Regions from separate parts of the Pan troglodytes genome. Here region 1 is linked to region 2. The links are chromatin contacts, called in public HiChIP or PLAC-seq maps. All regions are on one chromosome and are shown on one strand. Each heading gives the region's core, a stretch centred on a gene start, on an enhancer-like site or on the middle of the called end of the contact. The rest is flanking DNA. Distances are from core to core; before and after follow the strand shown. Region 1 overlaps LOC104007134 (a long non-coding RNA gene). Region 2 has its middle 72 kb from the start of NFE2L3.

What was found. HiChIP or PLAC-seq counts read pairs in DNA pulled down with a chosen protein or histone mark.
Region 1: an H3K4me3 HiChIP or PLAC-seq map of stem cell-derived excitatory neurons shows a contact between it and region 2, with 3 times the contacts expected there. The contact joins two enhancer-like sites. A contact is called at or near these places in 1 of 7 Hi-C or Micro-C datasets (induced pluripotent stem cells), 1 of 1 datasets of contacts at active chromatin or transcription factors (stem cell-derived excitatory neurons) and 1 of 1 other capture datasets (stem cell-derived neural stem cells).

Annotation. Positions count from the first base shown.
Region 1 is chr6:32,177,003-32,183,665 of NHGRI_mPanTro3-v2.0_pri, forward strand. It overlaps LOC104007134 (a long non-coding RNA gene), which reads right to left. Exons shown (of 2, transcript XR_681227.5): 2 at 1-345. SNX10 (sorting nexin 10) reads left to right here. Exons shown (of 7, transcript XM_001161850.7): 7 at 268-2,110. The coding sequence ends at 349. Among named protein-coding and RNA genes, the nearest start is that of SNX10, 83 kb to the left of the region's middle. Within about 2 kb of position 4,224, at least 16 of the 24 cell types and tissues checked have an H3K27ac peak or open chromatin away from gene starts, as enhancers often do. A contact at or near this core is called in stem cell-derived excitatory neurons, where this site is marked.
Region 2 is chr6:31,884,298-31,890,774 of NHGRI_mPanTro3-v2.0_pri, forward strand. No RefSeq gene overlaps it. Among named protein-coding and RNA genes, the nearest start is that of NFE2L3, 72 kb to the right of the region's middle. Within about 2 kb of position 2,189, at least 6 of the 24 cell types and tissues checked have an H3K27ac peak or open chromatin away from gene starts, as enhancers often do. A contact at or near this core is called in stem cell-derived excitatory neurons, where this site is marked.

The sequences.
Region 1 (6,663 bases), core at 2,974-5,473, 290 kb after region 2:
ACACTGAATTAATGAATGCAGTAGAAATTCAATTATTTGCATTCTGATTATGTGACTTTCATTTAGTCAGACTTGAATTATTCGCATTTAAATTATCTAGCTAAAAAAATATCCAACTGCACTCCAAATGGCTAATTAAAAGTCCAAATTTCCTGTCTCTCTTTGTGACTGGAGATAATTAAAGTTCTCCTCTGTTACTCAGGCTTTGAGTGTGTTGTGAAAACCAATTTCCTCTTTTTATTATTTTCCCCCTCTCTTCTTTTCCAGTTCATCCTCTGGGCTTGGACACAGTAGTGATGACAGCAGTTCACATGGATGTAAAGTAAATACAGCTCCGCAGGAATCCTGAAAAATAATTCTAATGTTACTATCTTAGGAATAGCAAATTATGTCCAGTCATAGAGAAGAAAGCTTCATAATAATACATTCTTACCTAAAGCTCACTGTCATGATGTTAGGTATTTAAATTCTTAAAGATGTTGGGTTGTTTATTAGTGGTATTTTTATGTTGTCTTATTTTAGGTAAGCTTCTGTGTAAAGCTAAAAATCCTGTGAATGCAATACTATCCTTTACAGGCAGACATTATTGGTAAACAAGATCTTGCCCTCCAATGAAATGACTTACATGTTTTAAAAAACCTAGTTGGTTTTATTGAATTTAAAAAGATAGGTAACTAAGTAGCATTTAAAATCAAGATAGAGCATTCCTTCTTGTATCAGTGGGGCAGTGTTACCGTAAACACGGTGTATATGTTGTTAAACCCTATGAAGAGTAACAGTGTAGACCAGACTGCCTCTCTCAGACATGTGGCTGATATTTTGTGGATACCTCCCCTGCACTGGCAAAACACTATGCTTTTGGGTGTTAGACTGAAATATTTTAAGAGTATTTAACCTTTCCAGTATTCTGTTTCACGCTTAGATGGAAATGTATCTTATGAATAGAGACATATTAAAATAATGTTTACACCTTAGAAAAAACATAGATAGTGCTAGTAATATTACTTATAATTGCAATATATAGATTCAGAAATACATTTTCATTGTCCAAAATCAGCTTCAACAAATGGTTTCTGGAGACAAATAATTTGTTTTCATTATCATTGTATAATCAGGTTAATGATTTATTTTTTGACTAAATGTGCAATTTCTTATCACTAGATAACTTTCAGTATCAGTGGTGGTTACTTATTACTTAAATCAGAGGAAGGATTTTATAAAGATTAATAAATTTAATTTTACCAATAAATAGTCCCATAATTTCGAAAAGGATGTCGACTTGCTAATTTCAGAAATAATTATTCATTTTTAAAAAGCCCCTTCTTTTAAAGCATCTACTTGAAGATTGGTATAATTTTCATAAAATGTCTTTTTTTTTAGTGTCCCAAAGATATCTTAGATAAACTATTTTGAAGTTCAGATTTCAGATGAGGCAACATTTTCTTGAGATAATTACCCAAGTTTCATCCATGTTGAATGGTACAAAATATTTCTGTGAAACTAACAGGAAGATATTTTCAGATAACTAGGATAACTTGTTGCTTTGTTACCCAGCCTAATTGAAGAGTGGCAGAGGCTACTACAAAAAGCAACCTTTTCATTTTCACTAAGAGTTTAAAAGCTATTGTATTATTAAAAAGTCTTTACAATGCTTGTTTCAAAGAACCAACAGAAAAAAAAGCTAAGAAAACTAAGAACTAACATTAAAAAAATTAAATTTAGAATAAGAATGATTTCTTTAATTTGTCCTTTTTTTTCTTTGGTCTAAAACATCATTAAATTTTTGTAAATATTTTGATTTAATGTGTCTTAGATCCTCATTATTTTAATACAGGAAAAGAAAAGATTTAGTAATTTCTTACCATGCTACTATGTAAAGTTCATGTCATCCAGGCATTTAAGAGCGATCCTCATCCCTTCAGCAATATGTATTTGAGTTCATACTATTTCTGTTTTACAGCAGTTTTGAAAAACACATACTATGCCACCAATTGTCATATTATTTTTAGATGATGTAACATAGCCATCAAAATTAATATTATGTAATGCCTAATACTTAGTATGTAAATGTCATGAGATCATTTTTACATTAAACGTGAAAAAAAATCAACTTTGCCGGATCACTTATTTTATACAAGAGAATATATTCTGCCTTAGACCCAAACTCAGTGTTTTTTATTTTTTATGAGGAAATTTGGTAAAACATGGTTTAATATTAGCTATAGTTGTACATATTTGAGGCTTTTAGCCTTGGTTTAGTTGTTTCAGTGTCCACACACTGGCTTCTTAAAACTGATTTCTTGCAGCTGAGATATTTAGATGAACTTCAGTTCCCAGTGGTTTTCTTGCTTTGTCTCTTATTTTTCTCTGGCATATTTTTTATAAAGCTTTCTTTAGGAAAAAGAAAATAATTACTGATGTAGCTAACTTGAATAGATGTTTATTTAACACTATTTTTAATGTGACTTAAATGTAAAGAATTCTAATCCTGGATTCTTTATGATTACAATACAGCAAAACTGCATTTTCCCTGGCTAATTCTGAAAGGGTAAACTATTCACCTATAAAGCCAACTTACGTGTTTTGTTGTAGAACTAGATTTATATATAACCCAAAGGTGTCAACAGCACTGAACGTCAACAACCTGTTACTTCGGCTTCTTATAAAGTCTCACTTAGAAGAAAGTTACTTAATTCTAGTTAAAATTTCAAGTTTTAAAAATTACTAGGGACAAACAAGTATTTATTTTTAAGCAGATACTATTCCTTAAGATATTAAGTATCTTGCCAGTTTTTCAAACCTAGTCCACATTTTATTGAATAATTAAATACAAACAAGTGATATGCAGTATAAAGTAAAAGAACAAAATTTCTTTTATGACAATTAAGAAGTTAAACAACTTCATTTAGCCTGGCCACAATCACCGTTATATCCAACAGTAAACTGGACGTTGTTTTGAATTTGGTTTGTATTTTTTGGATGCCTTAAGGATTCATTATTATTGAGCTACTGTGGTACCAATAAGGTTTTCAGTATTTGAGCTATAAAAGACAACCCCTTTTCATTAGAGGCCCCTTAACATTTTAAAACGAAAATAACAAAGCTTATTCTGTTTCTAAATAGTCTTCCTCTTAATATTTAAATTACTTAGCTGGTATCCTGTGAATACAAGGCAACATCTTTTCAATGAAGGAAACAATTTCAGTACAATTTTGTGTTTTTGTTTGGAATATAGACCTTTTCTTAATTATATATAAACACATTTTCAAATACAAAATACTGTCTGAAATTAGTTACTGCAATTTGACATTCAAAGCATAGAATTTTCTTTGCAAATAAAGGTCATAAGAAATTAATAATTTTAATAGAGTGGAGTTCAAAAATTTCAGAAGGATGTAAATAAGCAACAACTTCTTTAACATTTGCTATATACACAAAGGACTTTGGTTCTATTCTTTGCCATATGCATCTTACAAACGAGTCACCATTGTCCCTTTTTAGCAGACACAATTGCACTTCACTCCTACTGCAAACTTTTCTAGATCATGAGCAGTGCATTGGACACTAATTTATTTTAGCTGCGCAAACTCTGGTAGTTAATGACCCTTTCTCTTTCTCCAAAATTCCAAAGACTTCTTTTCAAAAGATATAGAGGAAAAGAGAAAAAAAAAACCATTAAGCTACAATTTCCTGCTGAATTTAAACTCTGGTCTAAAGACACTATGTAAATGGCTTATGCTAAAGAGGAAAATACCCTTTCTCCCCCGACGAGAAGTGTAGATTCATCCAACCCCACACCGCTTGTCTTTGCTGCTAGAGGCACAGCACGGGCATAACTTGTGGTTGTGTTTTTTGCTAGTTTCTTACCTCTGGGCCTTCTTTACAGCTTTGCCCCCCACCCCACTGGCGGTGGCGCTCCCGCGGCTGCACCCTCGGCCGCCTGTTGGCTGCGGCGCCTCCGCGGCCCGCGCGCATCCCCCGCGCTGCGTCCCGCACACGCGCGCTCCCGCCGCGTCCCGCCCAGGCCGCTCCGCCGGCGGCGGCGACTGGGCTACAGGTAGGGAGCCAACCGGCCTCGGTCCGGTAACCCATGGCAACCGCCCTGGTAACCCATGGCAACTGCGCGGCGGAAAGAAAAAAAAGAACCCTGGTGGGCGGGGGGGCGGCGGGCGGTGAATGGGAACAACGACCGCAAAGAGACAGCGATTTACCGCGCGGGCCTGCGGCTCCCGGCCGCACCTGCTGCAGACGGCCCGCGAGGCCCCTTCCCGCGCTACCGTGACGACTCTGGCTGTTGGGGAAAAGAGCAATAAGCAGAAAGCCCTCGTGCAGAGGGGCTCCGGGCGGTGCACTTGGGTGTGGGAGGCTGCCTTAAACGCCGATGACCCTCCCGGCCTCCGCGTGTCCCGGCTTCCAGGGCCCCGCCAGGCTGGAGAGCGCGCGTGGAGAGGGCCTTGCCGCCTGGGGGTTGGTTGAGGGGCGGCCGCGCCGGGGCCGGGGCTGGACTCCAGGCTTTGTTCTGCAGACGCTCGCGCCCGGCCGGAGGAGGGGCTACACCGTGCTGCCCCGGCCCGGTGGGGCCCGGCCCCCGAGGGTCCCCGCGAGCGGACGCGGTGGGGCCGGGCAAACTCTACGTGCCCTGAATTTTGTCATCTGCACACGCATCGCACACATTAGTTAACCCCTTTCCCTTCTAGGCCCCTGAGAACCTAACCTGCCCGGCGGGCGCGCGGCTGCATTAACCTGCCCCCTTCCGTCTGGAGAGGGAGGGGGCGGTCGCGCCTGGTGGTAGGACTGGGCTACTGGGGAAGAAGTGCGTGTCTCCAGGTCCAGAAAAGGGCCTGGATCAGGGTGTGTGTGTGTGTGTGTGTGTGTGTGTGTGTGTGTGTGTGTGTGTAGGGGGGTGATACAAGTTTTCCACCCGCTTTAGGCAGAAGCCCCGTAAGCGGGACTGTGTTCTAGTCCCCGGAAAAAGCGCGCGGCCTGTGACACATCAGGTGCCAGGCCGCCGGAGGACAGAAGGGGGCGCTGCCGGGCCAGTGCGGAGGCTGCAGCCGCCCACTGCAGAACGCGCCCTTGGTTGGGTCTGGCGAGCTGCCCGCGTAGTGGAGTGGTGTTAGGGCTCCCAAGTAGAAAGAACCTGTTCCCTACGTAGGTGTCGGTTGTACTTAAGAGCATCATTTGGTCGCTCGTGTATTCGCAGAACCCATAGCCTGCAATAAGATGGTTCAGGAAACACAACCAGAACCGGTCCCATTCGGTACCCAGCAGCTACGTGCGTACAAGTCCACAGAGACATGTAATGGGGTGGAGGGACCACGCTAGGAATCTGGAGGTCACACATCCAGGTCGAGTTTTAACTAGCTGTGATTCCAGGCACATTGTGATGTTATAAAAAGGAAAAGATTTGGCCTGGATGATTATGAGGTCCTCAATCAGACCACTCTCTGTAGGTGTGTTACAGTGACAAATACAAATAGCAAAGCCATCTGGAATACCTTTTTTTTTTTTTAAAGCCAAGGCCTATGCAAATATAATATGCACACGCTTCTGAAAGATGATTAGATCAGCAGTGTTTAAGATACCCCATATTTTTACTGGTAGACAAGAGAAGCCGGCTATGTAGAGAATCCTATTTTAATCCTTTCATAAAGACAGGAATCTTAGATCTTAGGGAAACTTGGCTTATTTTCACAAATATGCACGTTCTGGGTTCCACTGCTTATAGAGGAGCCGGTACTGGGGAGCATGTGCTCTAAAACCTGTGTTTTAGAGGTAAAACACAGGTACTGACCTGCCCTGGGATCCGTGCAGTACAGTCCCAGCTCTCTGCATAGCGGTGTACTGGGAGCCCTGTGCTTTCGTTTAAATTTTTTTTAAACAAAAGCAATTACAGAAAAGTGCAAATTTAACGTGTGACATTTAACATTTTGCCGTGGCAGGCAGCCTCCACTTAAATGGGGCCTTTCTGCAGAACAACAGGAGCCAAAAGGCCTTGTGTCATGGAGTAATGTAAGACACAATCTGGGCTGCAAACGCACAATGAATCGGGAAGGATTTATGTAATTAATTGACCAGTCTTAACCTGTTATCGTGATGTAAGGAATTTGGAACTCATTAATTTGGGCTCTGACAGATTTCATATTAGAGCTGGCAAATATGGATTGAGCCTCTTATTCTTGTAGCAGCTGGAATTTCCATGACAGTGAGGCTTAGTGAAGAAGACCTATTGCTGGAGTCAAACTGCCTCTTGCTAATCAGTAGCCCTGCTCTGTATTAAAGGGATAATGAAAGAAAAAAAAAAAAAGGAAAAAGCATATTGCCTAGTTGGGGGAGTGGAAGGGGCTTGTGTTCATTCTGCTAGTACGTGGGTTGAGCTCAAGCATTTGTAGCTGAACCAAACATTAATTGCAATCATAGAGTTAGGTGATTTCTCAATACCTTGAGAGAAGAGAAGGTAGAATGGTGTCAGGGTCAGGTTTGATATTATCCAAGTTAAAGAGGGATTAAAAGACAGAGCCTCTGAATTTCATCTGTGTGCACATAGAGACTGTATGAAGAAAGAAGTAGAAGTCTTACGAGGGGCAAATGGGAGTTTTTTTGGTAATGTCATATTCATAAATGAGCGGTTCAGAGCCCTGAAGGAGAGACTGCCTTTCTCAG
Region 2 (6,477 bases), core at 939-3,438:
GTCATCTGACAGAGGAGGCAAGTTGGACTGCAGTCAGTGTCATCTTGGTACAGGCATGGAAACAGAGGCTGAGGAGGTCCCAGACAACCTTCATCAAATAGGGCTGAAATAGCACTCTGAATGTCACCAAAGTGAGTAGAAGCCATGATGCTCTGTTTAAAGTTTGCTCTGCCCTTTGCTCAAATCAACTTAGAGTTATGTTACCCACTGTTGGTGTGAAGGGTTGCCAAAATTAGAGTCATTTCATTAATCTCCCAGGCCAGGGAGAGGTGATTATATATCACTCCAGGTTACGTTGGCAGCAGGATAATCATTGCATTTCCGTAGTGCATAAAGCAGTATTTCTTTCCATTCATTTGCTATCAGAGTCTCTATAAAAACACCTTAGAACTAAAATATGTTTCTCGGTCCTTTAGATTTTAACAAGACTTCCTTCAAGACGAATATTTTTGAAAAATTCCAAAGTATGAAAAGTATGGAAGCTTCATTTCAAAGGACATCTCTAAACAAATTTTTTAAATTAATATTTTTACAAAATGATTGTCTCATTCCTAACAGGGGAAGGCACCTTGTGATTAAAAGGAAGAAGAAGAGAGGGAAAGGGAGAAGGAAAGATGGAACACAGGAAGAAGAAAGGAAGGAAGGGAAGGAAGGAGGAAGGGAGGGAAGGAGGGAGAGAGGGAAAAAATGGCTTAAAATATTTAGAATGTATTTAGAATGTTTTTATTACAGTATTTAGGGAATTTAAATGTGTCAAAAACAAAATAAAACTGAGAGAAACCAAAATTAAGTATGTAGGTAGAAAGCGATGTTTTGTCACTAAATGTATTTTTTAAAATAAAATCGGGGGCCGGGCACGATGGCTCAGAGCTGTAATCCCAGCCCTTTGAGAGGCCGAGGCAGGCAGATCACTGGAGCCCAAGAGTTTGAGACCAGCCTGGACAACAGGGTAAAACCTCGTCTCTACAAAAAATACAAAGAAAATTAGCTGGGCGTAGTGATGCACGCCTGTAATCCCAGCTACTTGGGAGGCTGTGGCATGAGGATTGCTTGAGCCTGGGAGGCAGAGGTTGCAGTGAACCGAGGTAGCACCACTGCATTCCAGCCTGGGTGACAGAGTGAGACTCTGTCTCAGAAAAGAAAAGAAAAGAGCCAAGCAAATTTAAAATGTCTTCTTCCTAGATCTTCCTCTCTCAGTTCACTGTAAATCACTGTGTATTTGTTTAGGATTCTAAATAGACCATAGGTAATTTATAAGTTCTTATGGAATCTTCTGAACTTTTTTAATGGTGTTTACCAACAAGAAACTGTGTCATATAGTAGAGATTTCTGTAAGCTGTCCTCTGAAACAGTATTCCTTCCCAATTACTTTTTAAAACAATGTGAAATCCATTATGTTTGATACAAAAAAAAAATTCTAAAAAATTGAGTGAGGTATTAAAAAAAAAAAAAAAGATCTATGGCCAGGAGCAGTGGCTCACACCTATAGTTCTAACATCAGGAGGCTGAGGTGGGAGGATCCATTGCGATCAGGAGCTCAAGACCAGCCTGGGCAACATAGGCAGACCCTCCCCACCTACCCCCCATCTCAACTAAAAAAAAAAGTAGCCGGGCATGGTGGCACACACACCTGCAGTCCTAGTTACTTGGGAGGCTACGGTGGGAGGCTTGCTGGAGCCAGGGAGTTCCAGGCTGCAGTGATCTGTGATCTCACCATTGCACTCCAGCCAGGGCAACAGAGCAAGATCCTGTCTCAAAAAAAAAAAATTAAATTTTTTTTTAAAACTAGCAACAAGATCTAGAAGTGAATGTACTGTAAAATAAAAATCAGAGTAAGGGAATAAAGTCAAGAGACTTGCGCTATCATCATTTTACAGCTGTTACTGGCAGGAATAAATTGTTTACATTGCCCAGTTCCACATCTTTGATTCTTCCAGCTCACATAACTCATTATTTTACAAGGTGTTTCTGTAACAACTCACTAAACAGTAGTCCTTGCAAACAGTTCTGCTGCTCTGTAATCCAAGATTTTGGATAACATAATTTTAACATAAACATAATTTCAATAAAACTAAAGAGCTCTTTACTGTGCACTGAACAAACTACTCAGGCAGTAGAGGTCTCGCCAACAATGCAACAGACAAAGCAAAGCGGGGATGGCTCAGGCAGGGGGCGCGCGGATCACTCACTGCAGACAAAGGGAGAAGGACCTGACGCGCCCACACCGCCCGCGCATGCCCTGTGCCCGCGGGATCAGGTGTAGCGGGGTAACAGAGTTGAAAGCGCACAGACAGCTGGAGTTAGCTGGAGTAGCCCTGCTACTCAAGCTGTGTGGTTTGGGGCAAGTTGAGTAATCCTTCTTAGCCTCGGTTTTCCCATCTGCCGCATGAAGAAAATGCCACCTTGCAGAGTTACTGTGAGGACTAAAGAGATAACCCATATACATCTTCTTAGTTCTGCTGTCGATGCTCAATAATAAATGGTATCTGTTATTACCATATGCCATCCCAGCTCCAATCATCATCCCCAATAGGCAAGGGACATCACCACAGTGACACAGCTGTGCTTAGACCAAGGATGCAGAGAATTAAATGGAAATAAATTGAAATAATACCCATCCCTCTTTAGATGCTCTTCTAGAATTTGGGCTGTCTGGAAGTGGGCTACTGTAAGTGGGTTATCCACTCATGTGCCTAATCCTGCCTGTGTATTCAAGGCTCCCTTCCTCTGTTCAGCCAAGAATAGAAATTGGAATCTGTGAGTGTAGTAAGTGAAGACGAGTCTAGAAAAAGCAGCATGGGGTGAATGGAGCCACCACACTGTTCAGTGGCAGAAAGTCTGAATAGACAGCTCCAAGCTCAGAACCATCCACAATTTCATTATTAGGCTTAACATTCTGTGTTAATCAATCCATCCTAAAACCCCCACCTCTGAGGCAGACACAGAGGCCAAATATAACACAACCCACACACCACCCAATTCAGGATGTTGTTCAAATATTGATGAGTTTCAAACCCTCTAACAATATAAAGATATTATAAGCCACATCTAAAAACCAAACTTGACCTTGGAGGGAGAAAACAGCGAAAGACAGATATGTATTATATAAATTTCCTTTCTGAAGCTACAGGGGAATGTCAAATCATATCACAGTTTAACTATTTATTTTACTTTTTTTCCTCCCCAAAAAAGGAAAAGGAAAATTCTGGAATTTAAGAAATCAAAGAGAATAAAAATACAACAGTACATTCTATTGTTTCTCCAGGTCCAAAAGTACATGCATATACTTAGCTGGCGAAAGAAAAAAAGAAAGGAAGGAAGGAAGGAAGGAAAGGAGGGAAAGAAAAGAAAGGAAAAGAAAAAAGAAAAGAGACTTTGACAAAGAAAGGCATTTCCCTGGGAATATTCTACCTCTGGGAGGACAGTGGTCAGGCATTTCTTCTATCTTGCTATTCCTTGAGCACAGTCCTGCCAAATATCCTCCTTTCACCATTTGCAGTTACCATGAGAAAACCACAGAGAAAGCTCTGGACAGCCATGGAGTCTTAGCTGGATCTACAATAAACGGAGTCAGGTACCCTCCCACCTTCCCAGAAAGACTGTGCTGGGGCTCAGAAAACAACACCCCAAAATGAAGCCCTCAGCAGCAGCCTCAGAAGCAAATGATTTTCTCTGACCTTCTCTTGCCCTCCTGTCTCTTAGTCCCATTCTCCTCGGAGGCTAGCCATAGAAACCAGAAGCCTTTTCCAAAGCCAGCCATAAAACCTTAAAATATTAGTTTAACTTTCCCTCCACCCTATCTGTATAAAAACTGGCCATATGGGCTGGGCACTTTGGCTCATGCCTGTGATCTCAGCACTTTGGGAGGCCAAGGCGGGAGGATCACTTGAGGTCAGGAGTTCAAGACCAGCCTGGCCAACATGGTGAAACCCCATCTCTACTAAAAATACAAAAATTAGCCAGGCGTTGTGGCTCACGCCTGTAGTCCCAGCTACTGAAGAGTTTGAGGCAGGAGAATTGCTTCAGCCCGGGAGGCGGAGGTTGCAGTGAGCTGAGATCGTACCACTGCACTCCAGGCTGGGCAATAGAGCAAGGCTCTGTTTCAAATAAATAAATAATAAAAATTAAAACTGGCCATAAATAAATTATCTGACCTACCCTGTTTGATAGTAGGTCATAAGACCCCCATTCCAGAGAGGGTCCTGCCCCACACCCAGAAGGAAGAAATGTGTGCTCAGAGAGGCCAGGGAGAATCTAGACAGACAGCTCTTGCTGGGCTTCCCCACTCATTCTATTAGCCTTAGATCTATGCTTTTCCTCCAATCATATTCCCATATGGCTGTCCATACTTTGTTGAACCTAAGCATAAAAGTGGACAATTTCCCCTGTATCTATGAGTCTTCATGCTGAAGGCTCCGGTGAACACACGTTAAATAAGTGTATATGCCTTTTCTCCAATTAATCAACCTGCCTCATCTCAGTGATTTTCAGCAAACCTTTACAGGACAAAGAGCCTTGGCCCCCACAACTATGACATGGGATAAAAGTAAACTTCTACATGCAGATGAATTTGGTAGGCTCAGAAACATATACATAATTAACACAAGATTAAGTGTCTGTAATGGATATTTGGGGAGGGGGCAGAGGGAAAACAATCATAAGACACAGGAAAGCTCAGGGATATAAAACAGCTCAGGGAGCACGTGCCCCTTTGAGAAGGCAACTTTCTGCTTCTCTGCTGTGTCCAGGAGTTCAGAGTCTCAACCACATACAGTTCTTAAGGACCACCTGATACAACTGAAAAGACCCTGGAGCTGATGCAACCTCTTCCCACGGGGTGCCTGCCACAGAGATGAGTGCCTGGAGTGGCTGTCACCTCCAGGGAACTCTGAGTGGGCCAAGGAAGGAAGTCATCCCCTCCTCCATTCAACTCATTAATCACAGCTGTTAGGTAAAGAGCCCCTAGGGGTTCCCACAGTATAGCAATAGCCTTTCCCTACCTACAGCCAAGCCTAGTCCAAAGGTCTTGGTGGCCCTGGGGCTCTTGGTCAGGGCCAGCCTCCCAGGCTCTGTTCAGTATGACTGTAAGAGTGATAAGAATCTCTCTGCGCAAAAGTTCCTTCTTCCACACCCCCCAAATGCACCACACCCATCTTCCCAGGCTAAATGCTCCAGAGTTCTATCTTTGAATTGCCCTGTCCAGAAACCTCCTTTAAAATGCAAATACACATAATAGAGATTTTGAAAAAGCACTTTAGCTTATACCAGTTCTCTAAGGAGATAGGAGGCTGGGGGAAGAGGCAGGAAGGAAAACTGCCTAGGAAGGGGCAGTCTAAGTAGGGGTCCAGGAGAGGCGCTGAGCAACCCAGGAGAGCAGGCTGACTCTGAGGTTGAAGGGGAGATTCAGTGGAAAGTGATTTCTTAAAAAAGGAACATCCAGCACGAGACTTAGACCCTGGCTAACGTCCAGAAGGATCTAGAATAGGATGGGGAGTCCTCTTACAGTGATCATTTCATTCTCGCATAATTTGTCCTATTTTCAATGATCTAGATCAGGGCTTGGCAATCTATGGCCTGCAGCCAAGTCTGGTCCAGCATCTGTTTTGTACCTATAAGCTAAAAATGGTTTTTACCTTTTTAAATGATGGGAAATCAAAATAAAAATAATATTTCATGACAAAAAAATTATGTGAAATTCACATCTTACTGCCCATAAGCAAAGTTTTATTGGAACAGAGTCATGCCCATTCTTTTACATGTTGTCTATAGTTGCCTTCTGCTGTAAGATATTTCCACAAAGCCTAAAATATTTACTGCCTGGCCCTTTACAGAAAAAGCATCTGAATCCATGATCTAGATATTGGTTAAGAAGATGTGCTTTGTGGCCAGTGTTCTGGGTGGAAGCTGTGCCACTTAACTCCTCAGGCAAGTCCCTTAATTTCTTCATCTGTAAAATGAGGACAAGTCCTTGTAGAATTAGGGTAAGAACTAAATAAGTGTTTGAATAAATAAATGTTCGGCACAGGGTCTGGTGCATAGTAAGTGTTCAATAAATATTAGCTGTTATTATGTTTTAATGTGATTAGACACTGACGCATAATCTTATTCTTCCACATTTCCCTGTCCCCCATTACAAGTTAGAATAATACATCTTGTTCCTGAATAAGACTGGAAAGTAATCCACTTTGGTATGGCCATGACTACCAAAAGATTTCAGAAAAATATTAAATAGCAAGAGTTGACAATCATTTTGCATCAAGCTCTAACCTCTAGAAGGTCTATTTCCCATGATTTAAGTAAAAGCAAGTACATTATCTTAAAACCACTTTAGCAGAAAAAGTTCATTAAGGCAGAGAGTTGATGTGACTCACAATAATTCTGATAAAGTTACATAGGCTCAGGCAACAGGAGCTGAAATGAATCACGGCTTGTAGAGCTCCCTCACTGTGGCGAAAGCAACCAACTGGAAGTTAAGTA